Linked DNA regions of Sus scrofa: region 2 is linked to region 1. A link is a contact called in public Hi-C data. All regions are on one chromosome and are shown on one strand. Each heading gives the region's core, a stretch centred on a gene start, on an enhancer-like site or on the middle of the called end of the contact. The rest is flanking DNA. Distances are from core to core; before and after follow the strand shown. Region 1 has its middle 34 kb from the start of CTIF. Region 2 overlaps DYM (dymeclin).

What was found. A called contact is a pair of places that touch in the nucleus more often than the background predicts.
Region 2: a contact with region 1 is called in a Hi-C map of omental adipose tissue, with 1.7 times the contacts expected there. The contact joins two enhancer-like sites. A contact is called at or near these places in 10 of 47 Hi-C or Micro-C datasets (adipocytes, embryonic fibroblasts, epiblast stem cells and 6 more).

The regions. Positions count from the first base shown.
Region 1 is chr1:98,095,314-98,102,764 of Sscrofa11.1, reverse strand. No RefSeq gene overlaps it. Among named protein-coding and RNA genes, the nearest start is that of CTIF, 34 kb to the left of the region's middle. Within about 2 kb of position 4,849, at least 2 of the 83 cell types and tissues checked have an H3K27ac peak or open chromatin away from gene starts, as enhancers often do. A contact at or near this core is called in omental adipose tissue, where this site is marked.
Region 2 is chr1:98,838,572-98,846,022 of Sscrofa11.1, reverse strand. The region is part of intron 13 of DYM (dymeclin); the gene reads left to right. Among named protein-coding and RNA genes, the nearest start is that of DYM, 180 kb to the left of the region's middle. Within about 2 kb of position 4,497, at least 3 of the 83 cell types and tissues checked have an H3K27ac peak or open chromatin away from gene starts, as enhancers often do. A contact at or near this core is called in omental adipose tissue, where this site is marked.

The DNA of each region.
Region 1 (7,451 bases), core at 3,600-6,099:
CCATTTCCCTCAAACTGAGAGTTTTCATCTTCTAAAATGATCATTTAATACCATAATTTTCCTCCAAGTGCTGCTTTAGCTGCATTCCACAAATTGTTATGTTTTGTTTTCATTTTCATTGCCTTCAAAATATTTTCACAGTCCCATGTGATCCCTTTGACTCACAGATTACTTGGGAGCATGGTACATAATTTACAGATATTTGGAGACTGTCCAGCTATCTCTCTGTTATCTATTTCTAGTAAAATTCCATTATGGTCTGAGATCATACTTGCCATGATTTCAATTCCTTTAAATTAGTCAAAGTTTGTTTTATGGGATGTCTTGGTAAATGCTCCATGTGCCCTTGTAAAGAATATATATTCTGATGTCATGGTTTGGAATGTTCTATAAATTCAATTAGGTCAGGATGGTTGGTAGTGTTGTGCAGGCCTGCTAAGTCTTTACTGATTGTCTTTCTACTCATCCTATTGCTTGGCATCACCATGTGCTAAGGGAGGAGCTGAGTGCCAAAGGGATCTTTCTCAATGTTCCTTCTCTACCCTCCACTTGCCTGGATGGCAGCGGGAGTCTCTTCCCATCCCCTCCCCGGCTCCCCCAGGGAAGTGCCTGTTACTTGGGGTTTTCTGGTCTGGTGGTGGGTGTGGAGGGTGGGAATGGGATTCTCTGTTGTTCTCATTCAGCCCAGCCTTGGGCGGACACTGGTCTCTGTGTCTTAGAAGTGGGGTTTTCTCAGCCATCCTGACCTTCCTCCAATAACCAGAGGCCCAAAGATGTGGGACCAGTTCCTCCTCCTGGAATAGAGACTTTTTCTCTTCCCTACCTTCAGCTGCCATGTTTTCACCTGTTTTCTAGAGGCCATAGAGTTGCCGTCCTTTCCGTGGTGGCTTATGCCTTTCACAGGGGAGAAAGACATGGGTACGGTCTCCAGCCTTTCCCACAGCTATGGCCATTCCCCTCTTCCAGTCCTGAACGGAGGAGGAAGACTTTCTCTGGTCTCCCTCACTGCCCCCAACCTTCTTCATGAGTGCCTGGTGGGGTCCATGGAGAGGAACTGCTGACGGTTAGGAGCTCCCTTGCCTGCATCTCCTTGGGGTTCTACAGTCTCTTGCTAGCCCATACTTGGCCTTGAGAATCTTTACAAGTTTTGCCTGGATGCTTCCTGCTGACTTGTCTGGTGGTCCTGTCTTCCTTCTTTGCTCTGTGGCAGGTGAGCCAGTGCTCCCATCCTGTCCCATCGTGTCCTGTCCATCCTTGGAGAAGCCCTTCTATCCTTAGATTTCATGTTAGCCGTGTTGCCCTGGGACCTCAGTTTTTTTTTACTTTTTTTTTTTAATTTTCCCACTGTACAGCAGGGGGTCAGGTTATCCTTACATGTATACATTACAATTACAGTTTTTCCCCCATCCTTTCTTCTGTTGCAACATGAGTGTCTAGACATAGTTCTCAATGCTATTCAGCAGGATCTCCTTGTAAATCTATTCTAAGTTGTGCTTCTCGGCCTTTCGGCTAAGATCAAGTGTGGGACCTCAGTTTTTGATGGGCTCAAGGAAGTTTTGAATTTTTTTTTCTTTTCCTTATGGTTATGACAAGGAGTGACATTCTTTTCAGCTTTCTACATCCTAGGCGGAAGCCAGGCGTCAAAATACCTTTTTAGATGATGCACTTGTATCCCGAACCACTTTGGGTTCTCTTCAAAAGTCATATTTATGCTCTACAGATGAAACTTATTACCATAAAAATGATTCTCAACAAGTGCCTGGAGGGGAGGGTACAGTGGGGGAAGGAGGTCAAAAGCTACAAAGTTCCAGTTGTCAAATAAGGAAGTTTGTAGGGATGGAATAATGTACAGCATGGTTACATAGTTAATAATCCTGTGTTGTAGACTGGAAAGTTGTTAGGAGAGATCTTATGTTTTCATCACAAGAAAAAAAATTGTGACCATGGATGATGATGGAAGTTAACTAGACCTATTGTGGGGATCATTTTGTGATGTGTAGCAAACATCACATCGTTATGTTGTACACCTGAAAGTGCGATAATGTTATGTGGCAGTTATATCTCGGTAGAAATAAATAAAAATTTAAAAAACACATGTGCCTCAAGATCTGTGGGATGTTCCAAATCATAATTCCAAGTGTGTTTAATAATGAGAACCCTGGACAGTGGAATAGTTTCTCAAGATAAGTGCTCCCAGGAAGGAGACCCATTTAGATGTTCAAGTTCTTACGGTTCTTCTTTTTGTCTTTTTAGGGCTGCACCTGTGGCAGGCAGAGATTCCCAGGCTAGGGGTCTAATCGGAGCTGCAGCTGCCAGCCTATGCCACAGCCACAGCCACAGCAATGCTAGATCCGAGCTGCCTTTGCCACCTACATCATGGCTCACAGCAACGCCAGGTCCTTTAACCCACTTAGCAAGGCCAGGGATCGAACCTGCATCCTCATGGATACTAGTTGGAACAGGAACTCCTTCTAATGGTTCTTCACAGTCCCATTACCATATAGTTATAGGAAGACTGAAATATGGTGTCCCCTAGATCTTGGTAAAATTAGTTCAGGAGTTACCTTTGTGGCTCAGTGGTTAATGAACCCAATAGGATCGTGAGGATGTGGGTTCGATCCCTGGCCTTGCTCAGTGGGTTAAGGATCCGGCGTTGCCTTGAGCTGTGGTGTATGTTGCAGACGCCGCTCGGATCCTGCGTTGCTGTGGCTCTGGCATAGTCTGGCAGCTATAGCTCTGATTGGACCCCTATCTGGGAACTTCCATGTGCTGCAGGTCTGTCCCTAAAAAAAAAAAAAAAAAAAAAAAAAAAAATTAAAAAAATACATATATAAAGTTATTTCAAGCCTCAATTTTCTCATCTAAAAAATGGGGATCATAATAGTTCACACACCATAGGATTACAAAGGGTATAGAAAGAACTGAGCCCAGCTTAATAATAAGTACGGAGCAGATATTATATGTATTGTTATGTGCTGCTAGAAACATAAGTATTTATCATTTTGCTTAAGAGAGGAATGCCTATGCATCACATTGCCCTTGTGAAATTGTTAATAACATCCCCTTTCACTTTCGAAACACTCTTGATTTGGACAATAAAACATGTTCCGCTGTCAACTTACACCACTAGTAAGTCAGAGTAGCGGGGATCTGAAGGAAGGTCACTCTGAGTTAGGACCGTGGAAATCACAAGCATAAAAGTAAGAAGAATTTCTGGAGCAGAAGCCAGGAACTCTCCTTTCTCTGTAGCCTTTGCACAGTCTTCATTCCAGTATATTCTGTATGCAGAAGATCTCCTTCTCTTCATATCAACTTCCCGTCCTGTCTTGTTTTGTTTTTTATTCCTTTCACTTTCAAATCTGAATAGCTCTCATTTTGATCCTTCCACAATGTTCTCATGTAGGATTTCACAATCAGCATTTAAAGGCAGTTATGGGAGGCTCCTTGTGGCTTGGCAGGGTAAGGATTTGGCGTTGTCACTGCTGTGGCTATGGTTACTGCAGTGGCGGGGGTTCAATCCCTGGCCCGGGAACTTCTGCATGGCGTGGGCAGGAAACAAAAAAGGCAGTTTTGCTTCAACTCAAAGAAGTGCCCTTGAACTTTATAACATATAACATATACTTAAAATCCATTGAGTGCATTTTAACCTAGAAGCATCAGATCATTCGAGGGGCTCCAGAGAAATAGAAAGGGCTTCCTCTGTGGTGGGGTGAGAAAGGGCAGGCAGTTAACATTTACTGAGGGTGTCCTGTCCCCTTCTCCTGGGAATAGCAGTGTCACCTTCCTCTCTGGAGACATATCCTTCTCTAGGAAATGGAGCCGAGACTCAGACCTAGTCAATCGGGTTCTGCAAGGACCTATGAGATGGGCCTGGGGACACCGTCTAAGCTGGTGGGAGTCATTCTAGGGCTTTCTTTAAGGTGTTAAGATGTCTATTTCATGTGGGGATGGGGGGGTGGGGAGGTCAATGCGGGAGAGTGGGAGCAGCCTGAAGTCACTGGCGGTCACCTTTGCCACCGCATGGTGATGTGGGAGAAGGATGCGACCCCAGAGGAAATGACAGCCAGGGGTGGAGAAAGATTCCCGATGGGTTGTGTTTCTGCCTTCCTTGCAACAAAGAGTCCAGATTACTACAAGAAATCTCTAGGGAACTTAGTGACACTAATGACTTGGGTTTGTCTGATGGATATTGTCCAAAAATATCTAAGAGTAACAAAACCTGCTGTGTTTTTTAAAATTTTATTTATTTTTTGCTTTTTAGGGCCGCATCCACTGCATATGGAGGTTCCCAGGCTAGGGGTTGGATCAGAGCTGCAGCTGCCGGCCTACACCACAGCCACAGCAGTCTGGGATCTGAGCCATATCTGTGACCTACACCACAGCTCACGGCAATGCCAGATCCTTAACCCACTGAGCAAGGCCAGGGATCGAACCTATATCCTCATGATCCTAGTCAGATTGGTTTCTGCTGAGCCACAATGGGAACTCCACAACCTGCAGTTTAGTGAACACCTATGTTGATAAATTGATTGCCCTGTTAATAACTTCCCCACATCTTACTCTCCGATGGTCTTTGCAATGCCTTCGGGGCCTGTTTCCCCACTTCTGGACTCTTGGCTGGCCTATGACTTACTTTAAACAGAAGAGTTGGGGCAGAAGTGACAGTGTGCCAGTTCCAAGCCCAGGTCACTGCCAATGGGAGAAAGCCCAGGCTGGCTTGCTGAAGGCTGAGAGGCCACGTGAAGGAGAGCTGAGGAGCCCTGGCCACAGCCAATCAGTGCTTGTAAGCAGAGCCACCTCACCACCCTGCCCCTGACCTCAGAGGCGTGAGGAAGCCCAGCAAAGACCAGAAGAATCACCCAAGGGAAGACAGCCTAAGTTACCGGCCTGTAGAACTGTGGGCTAAACAAACACTGTTTCTCTTGACTCACTAAGTTTTGGGGTGATCTGTCCCCTAGCAGTTAGAGAATTGGTACTCTTGGAATGGAGATACCTTATAAACATTAATCAAGCACTCTAGCTTTGGAGACAGGTCAGCTTTTCATTCCAATAACTTACTAACGATGTGACTTTGGACACATTTTTTTCTTAACCGTCTCTTCAGATTTTGCATCTATAAAACAGGGATAATAAAACTATGATGTTTTCTTAATATAAATGAGATAATGTATGTGAAGTACTTAGCACAGTGCCTGTGACATACAATAAAGCCTTATACTTATGATCCATCTTATGAGGTAGCAGGTATTAAACCCATTTTTTTTTTTTTTTTTTTTTTTTGCTTTTTAGGGCCACATCCTCAGCAGCACCTCAGGAAGTTCCTGGGCTAGGGGTCAAACTGAAGCTGCAGCTGCCAGCCTACTCCAGCACAGCCACAGCAATGCCGGATCCTTAACCCACTGATGGAGGCCAGGGATCGAATCTGCATTCTTATGGATACTAGTCGGATTCGTGACCACTGAACCACAATGGGAACTCCTAAACCCCTTTTATAGATGAGGAGACTGAGGTTCGAAAGTCTAACTTGATGATAATAGTTACTAAATATGGAGTGTCCACTATGTCCTGAAATTTTCTTAAGCTGTATCTTCTAAAATGAGAGCCCTAGAGTTTGTGGGTCCAGTACAACCCAGGTGAGCCCACATTAGGCCTGGCTAGGGCCAGGGGAAGGAGAAGGGTCCACCCTCTCTCCACCAGGAGAGAGCACAACGAGTGGACCTGTAGAGTTTCCAGGCCAATGTTCTCTTTGGGAGATGCTGAGCCAGAGAACAGGAGAGCAAGGGAGGCCTGTAAGATTCCAGGGAGAGGCCACCTCATCCTCATTTCAGCTTTTATTAAGTGCCGAGAGGGCAGGGCTCCTGACAGGTGCAATTCCTTGATCACACTCTCATTCTGCTTCCCGCAATTGGGTCATCTGCGACTGAGCCCCACAGGGCACCTTGTCTAGACTCTCCTCGCCCCCATCCAGACAGAGCCAGAACCATGAATCATAGAATAAATAGATCTTGGGCTCTGTTCCTCTCCCAAATCAGAACACTTCTACTTCCAATTAATGGAAAGTTAAGACTTGTTCCATGTTCTCCTGATGTGGGGATGAAGAGCCAGGGCATCTAGGGGAAAATGAAGGTGAAAACAAAAGTTTTTGACAAATGAACCAGCATTTTGATTTGGGGGATCATACTTGTCCTGATCGCTCTCTTCCTACAGGCAAACTCCAGTCCCCAGACAAACTTGCTCACCCACCGAAGGTAGGCCCTGCTCTCCTCAACAGCTTTTTTTGTGTGCAAGATTTAGGAAGAGATTGTCTGCAGTCTGTCCTGCCTTGTGATAAACATAATGAAAACATGAGATTTCTATTTAATTTTCAAAAATTGCACAGATTTCCCCCCTCTCCCACCATAACGCTTGTTTTTCCAAAGTACTGGCTATGTGCAAATTCATAGTAAGTTGTTTTATTATTATTTCTTGTGTTTTTAGGGCCGCGCCCGTGGCATATGGAGGTTCCCAGGCTAGGGATCAAATCAGACCTGTAGCCGCTAGCCTACGCCACAGCTATGGCAATGCGGGATCCTAGCCGCGTCTGTGACCTACACCATAGCTCATGGCAACGCTGGATCCTTAACCCACTGAGCGAGGCCAGAGATCGAACCCACATCCTCATGGCTGCTAGCTGTGTTTGTAACCTGCTGAGCCACACAGGAACTCCCATATGCTTCTTTCTGTGCATACCCTGTTGGGGGGGCCTGTGGGGCAGGATACTTGGCCGGTGAGGGGATGGTGGTTTGCAGGCCAGAAGGCAGACCTGGTCACTCCTCTGCTTCCTTTGAAGCATTTCTTGAACTATTCAGAATAGCTCAGCCCCAACAACCCCTACACTTTGTGGTATCCCTGAGCTTGTGATCCATGTAGGACTAAGGACACAGGACCCTCCCTGTGAACTGGTCTTTTCTCCCTCTCAAGGATGGGATCAAGCTTTATATTTTGTCCTAAGTCAAGTAGACCTAGACTTGAATTCTGCTTCTGCCACTCTGGCCTTTTAATTTTTCTGAGCCTGGTTTCCTCATCTGCAAAACAGCGTTGGCGTGAAGATGAAGTGACCCAAAGGAACATACAACTTACTAGCTGTGTGACCTTAGGCAAGTTACTTAACCTCTCTGAACTTTTCTACTTATCTCCTGGGTTGTTGTAAGGCTCACATGAGTAATATTTAGGTAATGTAAATATTGCCCTGCACATACCAAGTCTTCCTTAAAGTTGGCTTATTAACATTAAGGAATGTGAACTGGCTGACATGCAGAAGGCTTCCAATAAATGTGAATTCTCTTCTCTTTGCCCTCTCATGCTCCCAACTTTGGCTGCAGGAGCCTGGTTTCTCCGAAGACCACAGAATTCCAGGCATCCCACTTAATCTGGCTTTGAAGAGTTTTAGGTTGGCTTTTGTTCCTCCCCAG
Region 2 (7,451 bases), core at 3,248-5,747, 740 kb before region 1:
CCCAAGAATAAACATCCCAAGAGTGAGAAAAGCTAAGGCTTCTGACGACCTAGCTCACCTATCCCACAGTGTCGCTTTCACCACGTTTTATCAGTCAAAAACAGGTCACAGGACCAGCACAGATTCAAAGGAGCGGACCACACAAGGACATAAATGCTGGGAGGCTTGGTTGATTTGTGGCCGTCTTTGAACAGTAGCTGCCACAAGACTGTCATGAACTGGTGAAGCTGGGAAAATGAAAGACTACTTTCCTTCTCAAATTCTAGGCTTAAGATAAATGTCTAGATTTCGATTCAAAAAAGAAAAGCTGAATGCATTCAAATGCTATCTTTGCATTTTTCTTTCCTTTGTTTAATTTACACTTGACATAAAAGTTCTCTCCCCTGACTTTTGCCTGTGTTGTATTTCTTTGGTTCAGAAGGAATGCCCACTTGCCAATAATGAATGGTGTCTTTACTTAGACTAATGGACAGAGTTCCTGTCTTATAAACGCTCATGGGGCTGCACTTGCTGGTCACCTAGTGGTTGATAATGGCCAGCTCTTGTCTTTGGGTTGAGAAAACTTAAGGGCTGTGTTTCCCTGGGGGCAGTATGACTGGCCTTATGTTCACTCTGGCACTGGCAGCTGCAGAAGTCCTATGTGGGGGAGGTTGAGGGGGCAGCATGACGTTTGGAGGGTGGAGCTAGGAGATTGTCTGGAAATGGCATTTGTACATCAGTCACACTGTCTCCAGTTGATTATGTGTTTGCCTTGAGATCTGGCTGGAGGACGTTTGATGGGGGGGGGATGCTTTAGCTAAAGTGCCCCTTGGTGGTGCTGTTGCGCTATAAACTTCCAAAGAAAACATCTTCTGGTGCCATTTTTTTTTTTTTTTTTTTTAAAGCAAACATTTTATTGGACACCTGTGGTACACCAGGCCCAGTGCTAGGCTTAGGGGAAATAAAATCTGGTTATTGTCCTCATAGTCTAATCCTTGCTATTGACTTTCTTGACATTTTCTGAAAAGTGGTAAAAATAATACCTCATTGAATTCAAGCCAGGCCCATAGCTGCCTGTAGGCCTTAGGAAAGTAGTGACCAATTTGCCTAAAGATGTATTCACAAAGTTAAAAACATTTTAAGTTATAAAAAAGTTATCAAATAATCCATATATTTTTTTTTAAACACTCAATTTCACACTATTAAGAAAAATGCAATTTAAAACTTCACTAAGATGCCATTTTCCACATATTCGATTAGGAGGATCTGTTTGGGTGTTTGTAACATTCTCAAAATTTTGGGTAGGAGTGTAAATTGGTATGGCTCCTATGAAGAACAGTATGGCAATATGTAAACAAATTCTAAGTACATTACCCTGTGAGCCAACTGTCATACTTCCACATTTGTGAAAGTGACAATGTACAGGTTTATTTTGGCAGTGTTTTTCTTTATAACAAAAAAGATGAGAAACGACTCTAAATCAATAGAGACGTAATTCAGTATTGTACATTGATACAGTAGACAGTGTGTAGCTATAAAAATTTAAAAAAATAATAAGGCTTTTCAAGATATGCTGAAAAGCAAGGCATGGCACTGTACGTATACAGTGGTCCCCTGGTACCCAAGATTTCACTTTGCTCAGTTTCAGTTACCTGTGGTCAACTATGGGCTGAAAATGCTAAATGGAAAATTCCAGAAATAAACGGTTTATAAGTGTTTAATTGTATGTCATTTTTGTGCTGTTCTGCCTGGGACATGAATCATCTCTTTGTCCAGTGTATCACTTAGTAGTCACATTACGCACACATTATGCGTGTGTGTGTGTGTGTGTGTGTGTGTGTGTGTGTGTGAGATGACGTAGTTCTGTAACATGATGGCTTCAAAATGTCATTGAATTTATCCAGTGAAATTAATAATGCCATGTGGACATTTAAGTTGTCGGTGCGTATGCACGTACGTAGACATAACAGTTCTGGAAAGAAAATCCTTGTGCATGTGTGAGGAACAGCGTATGGTAGTGGTTAGCAGTACACACTGTAGTGAGGCCCACCTCTGCCTCTTACTGGCTGTGTGACCTTGGACAAGTTTTCAGACCTTTTCATGTGTACGTTTCCTCATCTGTAAAATGTGGATAATAATTCCTATTTTGTAGCATCATTGTGAGGATTACAACAATATAACGTGAAAATCTTTCAGAACAGTGTTGAGCACATTTAAGTGTTAGCCAGCCTCTTCTCTCCAAATGTGCAGCATGGGGATAAAATACAGACTTGATTCCGAGTGACTCTTACTGTTCATTATTAATGAGCCTCAAAACTCTTGACAAACATTTGTTTGTAGCTCATCCTTTCGGTACTGTCCTCGAAAGTGATTCCTGGGGTCACAAGCAGAAGACGCTTACGGATAATTTGCTTGATACAATTAGCATGAGGAGAGCCAGGATGAGCGGCTGCAGGGGAGTTGTTCTCTTCCCTTCAGGGAGGGGAATCTAGTTATGCTCTCAAATCTCAGGTGTGTCTGGGGCTTCTTTCAGTAGCAGGGAAAGTTATTCAGAGTCTTTCTGGGGAAAGCATGTTGAAAATGGGTCGTCATTCACCTGGCTAAATGATGTGAACAAAGAGGAGACCTGTTTGGACTGATCTAATTTGCTTAGTGTACATGCTGCGTTCATCCCCCACCTCCGAATCTATGTAGCTGCCTTTTGGGGCAGTCAGCTCGCATTTCCCCATTTCCTTAGGTCATTATTTATTTTCTAAAGGCTTTATTTTCATTTCTTAATAATTGTTGATTAGCTCCTAGAAGTCATCCCTGCCTGTTTCCCATCCTGAGTCGAACCATTTATAAAGCAGTTTCTTTTTTCCACATCTTGGTTTACTTGAAGTGGGATATACTTGATCACATTGAAACAGTTCTGATGACATGACTGAGAATGGCTCTTTATATGTATTTTTTCATTTATGTATCAGTGGATATTTCATAGACCACCACACAGAAAGGGAAACCTAGAAGTCCTTTCTGATAGGTTTTAAAAGAAGGTTTTAGTTTTTAGTTTACCTAAAAGTGACCCCCTGGAGTTCCTGTTATGGCGCAGTGGAAACAAATCCGACAAGGAACCATGAGGTTGTGGGTTCAGTCCCTGACCTTGCTCAGTGGGTTAAGGATATGGCATTGCCATGAGCTGTGGTGTAGGTCGCAGATGCGGCTCGGATCTGGCGTTGCTGTGGCTATGGTATAGGCCGGCAGCTACAGCTCAAATTCGACCCCTAGCCTGGGAACCTCCATATGCCACAGTGGAACCCCAAAAAGCAAATAAATAAATATAAAAAAATAAGTGACCTCTGAAATGTGAATAAAACATTTCACAACCAAAAATTTTTTTAGCAAATTACTGAGTCTTTTACACAGATTCTGTTTTCCTCATGTATCTAGAAACCCCATGTTTTATGTTCAGATTGAATTAGCTTAAACAGATTTTGTTTGCAGAAATCTTCGATTCCTTATGAAGAAATAAGGATAGTGTGAAGATTTTATAGTAGTATCTGCTTTTACATTACAATGATGAAATGGAGTATTTGTGATAATTAAACGATTGAGGCATTTTCAAGCCTATTTTTTTCTTTCATAGTGATATATAGTACTTACTTGAAATTGTGCTTTTCTTTCCTACCAAACCATTTGCATCTATTTTGCTGATGTATATTGCAAACCATAATTAGTAATTCTGACCAGTCCAAACACTGATAGTGATGTAATCTTAGACCATTTTGTTTCAACTTTCTTAAAATTGGATCATATACAAGTGTTATGAATTTTGAAGTAATAATATATCTGCGGCAAATAAAGTGAAAATAAACCTTATTGAAGGCTATCTAACTATCATCATTCCACATATAAAGTATTCACAGCTTGAAGTAATATTCTGCTTTAGCCTTTTATTCTTGATAGCAGTTAACGATGCTGTGCTGTGTTGAAAGGATTTCATCAAATGTATCAGTCAAATTTAGGTTCAGCTGTGAGTAACTGAAAAACTGACAATCCTAGTGGTTTAAAGAAGAAAGAATTTTATTTTTCTCCAGGTAGAAGTTTAAAGCAGACCTTCAAGGGCTGATTAAGGAGACTCTGCTCCAGGAAGTCTATTACTAGTTTCCTTTGTCTGCTATAACAAATCACCACAAACTTAACTGCTGAAAACAACACAAATGTATCATGTCACAGTTCTGTAGGTCAGAAATCTGGCTTAGTTCAGCTGGTGTCTCTGCTCCAGGTTTCACAAGGCCTAGATCAAGTTGTTGGTCTATTGGGCTCTTCTCAGGAGGCTCTGGGGAGCACCTGCTTCTAGATTCCAGGTTCCTTTTGATTGTAGAACTTAGATTCCCATTTCCTTGTTGATGCTTTTCTGGGAGCTGCTCTTAGCTCCTAGAAGCCTCTTGTACAGGCCCCTACATTTCAGAGCCTAATGGCACATCAGATAGTTGGCATGCTTGGAATCTCTTTTATTCTTTGGCCACACCCCCCTGACTCTAGCCAGAGAGAGTTCATTGCTTTTAAGGGCTCATGTGATTAGCTTATGCACATCTGGACAGTCCAGGAGACTCCCCATTTTAAGATCTGTAGTCTTAATTACATCTGCTCATTCCCTCTTTGACTTAGAACATGCGCACAGGTCCCAGGGATTAGGGCATGGGCATCTTGGGGGTAAATTCCTTTCATTGTACCGCCACCACCCCTAGGGGCTGAGCTTTCTGGTAAGGGTCCCAGTTAGCATCTGAGTTCAAGCCCCAGAATGGAGGAGACAAAGAATAAAAGGTGAGTTAAGGCTCCAGGTGACTCTGGAAGGAAGGAAGGAAGGTTTTCTGAAGCGGCCTCAATATCTCTTAAGCCAGAATTTAATCACCTGACCACATGTAGCAACAGGGGAAGCTGAGAAATAGAGTTTTTAATCATTGCAGCCATGTGCTCTGCTATAAAAGTCTGTTGCCAGAGAAGGAGAAAAATGGATACCTGGAGAACAACGAATAGTTGTATTTTTTCTACTTCCTGGAAAACAAAAAACTAGAGGAGATGATGGTAGCACAGCTACCATACCGGAAGAGTGGGACAACAGTGGCTTCCAGAGTGAAAGGCTCTTAGGGGAACACTGAAGAGAAATCCTCAAATAATGCACTTGACATCAGAGCACATATTTCTCTGCCTAGAAGAGCATCTAGCCTTGATTCTTTTTCTGTGCTTATGTACCCAGCACAGTGCTTTCACAAAGTAGGTTTTAGTAAATATTTTTGGAATGAATAAAAAAATGTTGCTACTCATATGGCATTTGGAGTGAGATAAGCTGTTTTATAAAGCTACAGTGGATTTTTTTTAAAAATCCAGCTGTTCTGTGAAAATACATTCTTGGATATTGAATTGAATCTCAACTAGAAATCCCCACACTACCTAACTGATCTGTCCATTTTTGCATTTATGTGGGTCCTTAATGCCCACATTTAAGTATCTTGAGTACCAAAAAAAAAAAATGTAAAAGTACCATTTATGAATAAGAAATTTAGTTTTAGTCCAACAGAATTTCTCTAGGGCTAACTGTAATGAGGCAGAAAGTGATAAATTGTTCAAAGTGCTGAGGGATATAGAAGGAAGAGAGGCGTAATTCTGACCTAGGATAAAGTGAAAGACTCCATGCAGTACATGGCAGAAGCTGAGAAAGTATGCATAATATTTCAACAGGTAAAGGTAGGGGAATAGGAAAATCATACATATGGTGAAAAAACATCAATGGTCTGACAAGAATTTTGGTAATATTTAGAACTGCCTGTGATTATAGAAGAATTGCTTGCTTTTTATTTTATATCAATGTTTACTTCTGAACTTTTGTGCAACCTCTGTTCCTTTCCCTGTTAGCAAAAGTAAAATCACATACAGACACTGTTTTAGGAACCATGTCGATGTGGCCTTTTTCACTTCTCATGAGTACCCCAACCTACATTTAGACTTTGACTGAGGTTCTTCCGGTAATTTTTTAGCTCTAGATGTGCTAGTACAGTGTGAGACATTTTAATGGCTGTTTAATGTCATTATCTTTGGATCTAGACTGCCACTAACTCAAAGGAACTGGACACAAATAGATTCACCCCACCCTGCTCTGTTTTGGGGCATGCTGACGCTAATAACTAAAAGGGGTGTGGTTGCTTTCATATATTTCAGTGTCTTTCACATAGAACAGTATAACAATGACCTATGTTTCAGCTTAACCTGGGAAAACACTGAGGTAACTTAAGCTATTGAGCAGTGGTTATGTACCTTTGGAGACAGCGTAGAAGATTGATGGAAAGCAAAGAGCCGTGAGGCCCTTCTCAAATCCCAAGCTGCTACGATTCTGCGTTTGAATTTTGTGTTTTGTTCTCCTGTTGATTTCCTGTTTTTCTTGGTGGCAGCCACACGAGCCACCAGGGCTCTCAGGCAACTTTACTCCTCCCATAGCAGCACTGCTCTGCTAGTTCTCTGTTCCTTGTTGCACATCAGCTTTCATTTGAAGAAAGGGTTTTCAGGAGTTCCCTTGTGGCACAGTGGGTTAAGGGTCCAGCGTTGTCACTGCAACAGCTTGGGTTGCTGCTGTGTCTCCAGTTCAAACCCCGGCCTAGAAACTTCCACATGCCACAGGAATAGCAGAGAGGGAGGGAGGGAGAGAGAAAGGAGGGAAGGGAGGGAGAGAGGAAGAAAGAAAGGGTTTCCATTGCCTTATTTATTTATTTATTTATTTTTGTCTTTTTGCCTTTTCTAGGGCCGCTTCCCGTGGCATATGGAGGTTCCCAGGCTAGGGGTCTAATCGGAGCTGTAGCCGCCACTCTACGCCAGAGCCACAGCAATGCAGGATCTGAGCTGCGTCTACAACCTACACCACAGCTCACGGCAACGCTGGATCTTTAACGCATTGAGCAAGGGCAGGGATCAAACCCGCAACCTCATGGTTCCTGGTCGGATTCCTTAACTACTGCGCCATGACGGGAACTCCCTCCATTGCTTTAAATAAGTACATGCATACATACCTTCATCAATAAATAACTAAGGTGAAAATTAGGAAATGCTTCTTTAAACGATGTAATAATTAGGCTAATCTTAAGGTTCCTCAAACTTCTCAAAAGGCAATATGTTATTCTGAGGTATGCTGTCCATCTAAAAGACCTAAAAGAATAATAGCATTTTTAAAGTAGCATTAGTGAAGTCAGTGGTTTTTTAAAAATAATGACTCTAGTTATTTAAACTCTGTATTTTCTTATATATTTGTAACATAAAAACATTCTCTTTTGTCTTTTATTTATTTCTGCATATAGGTTATTGAGTTTTTCTGCTTGGCTCTATCATTTACTCTCTCTTGTTCTAGAGTTTTATCTGTTAAAAGATAGAATGTAGATTCTTATGGAGGAAATCTGTTTTATTAATTATAAGGCATATGTCCCAAGCTCCCAAACCAAGTATAC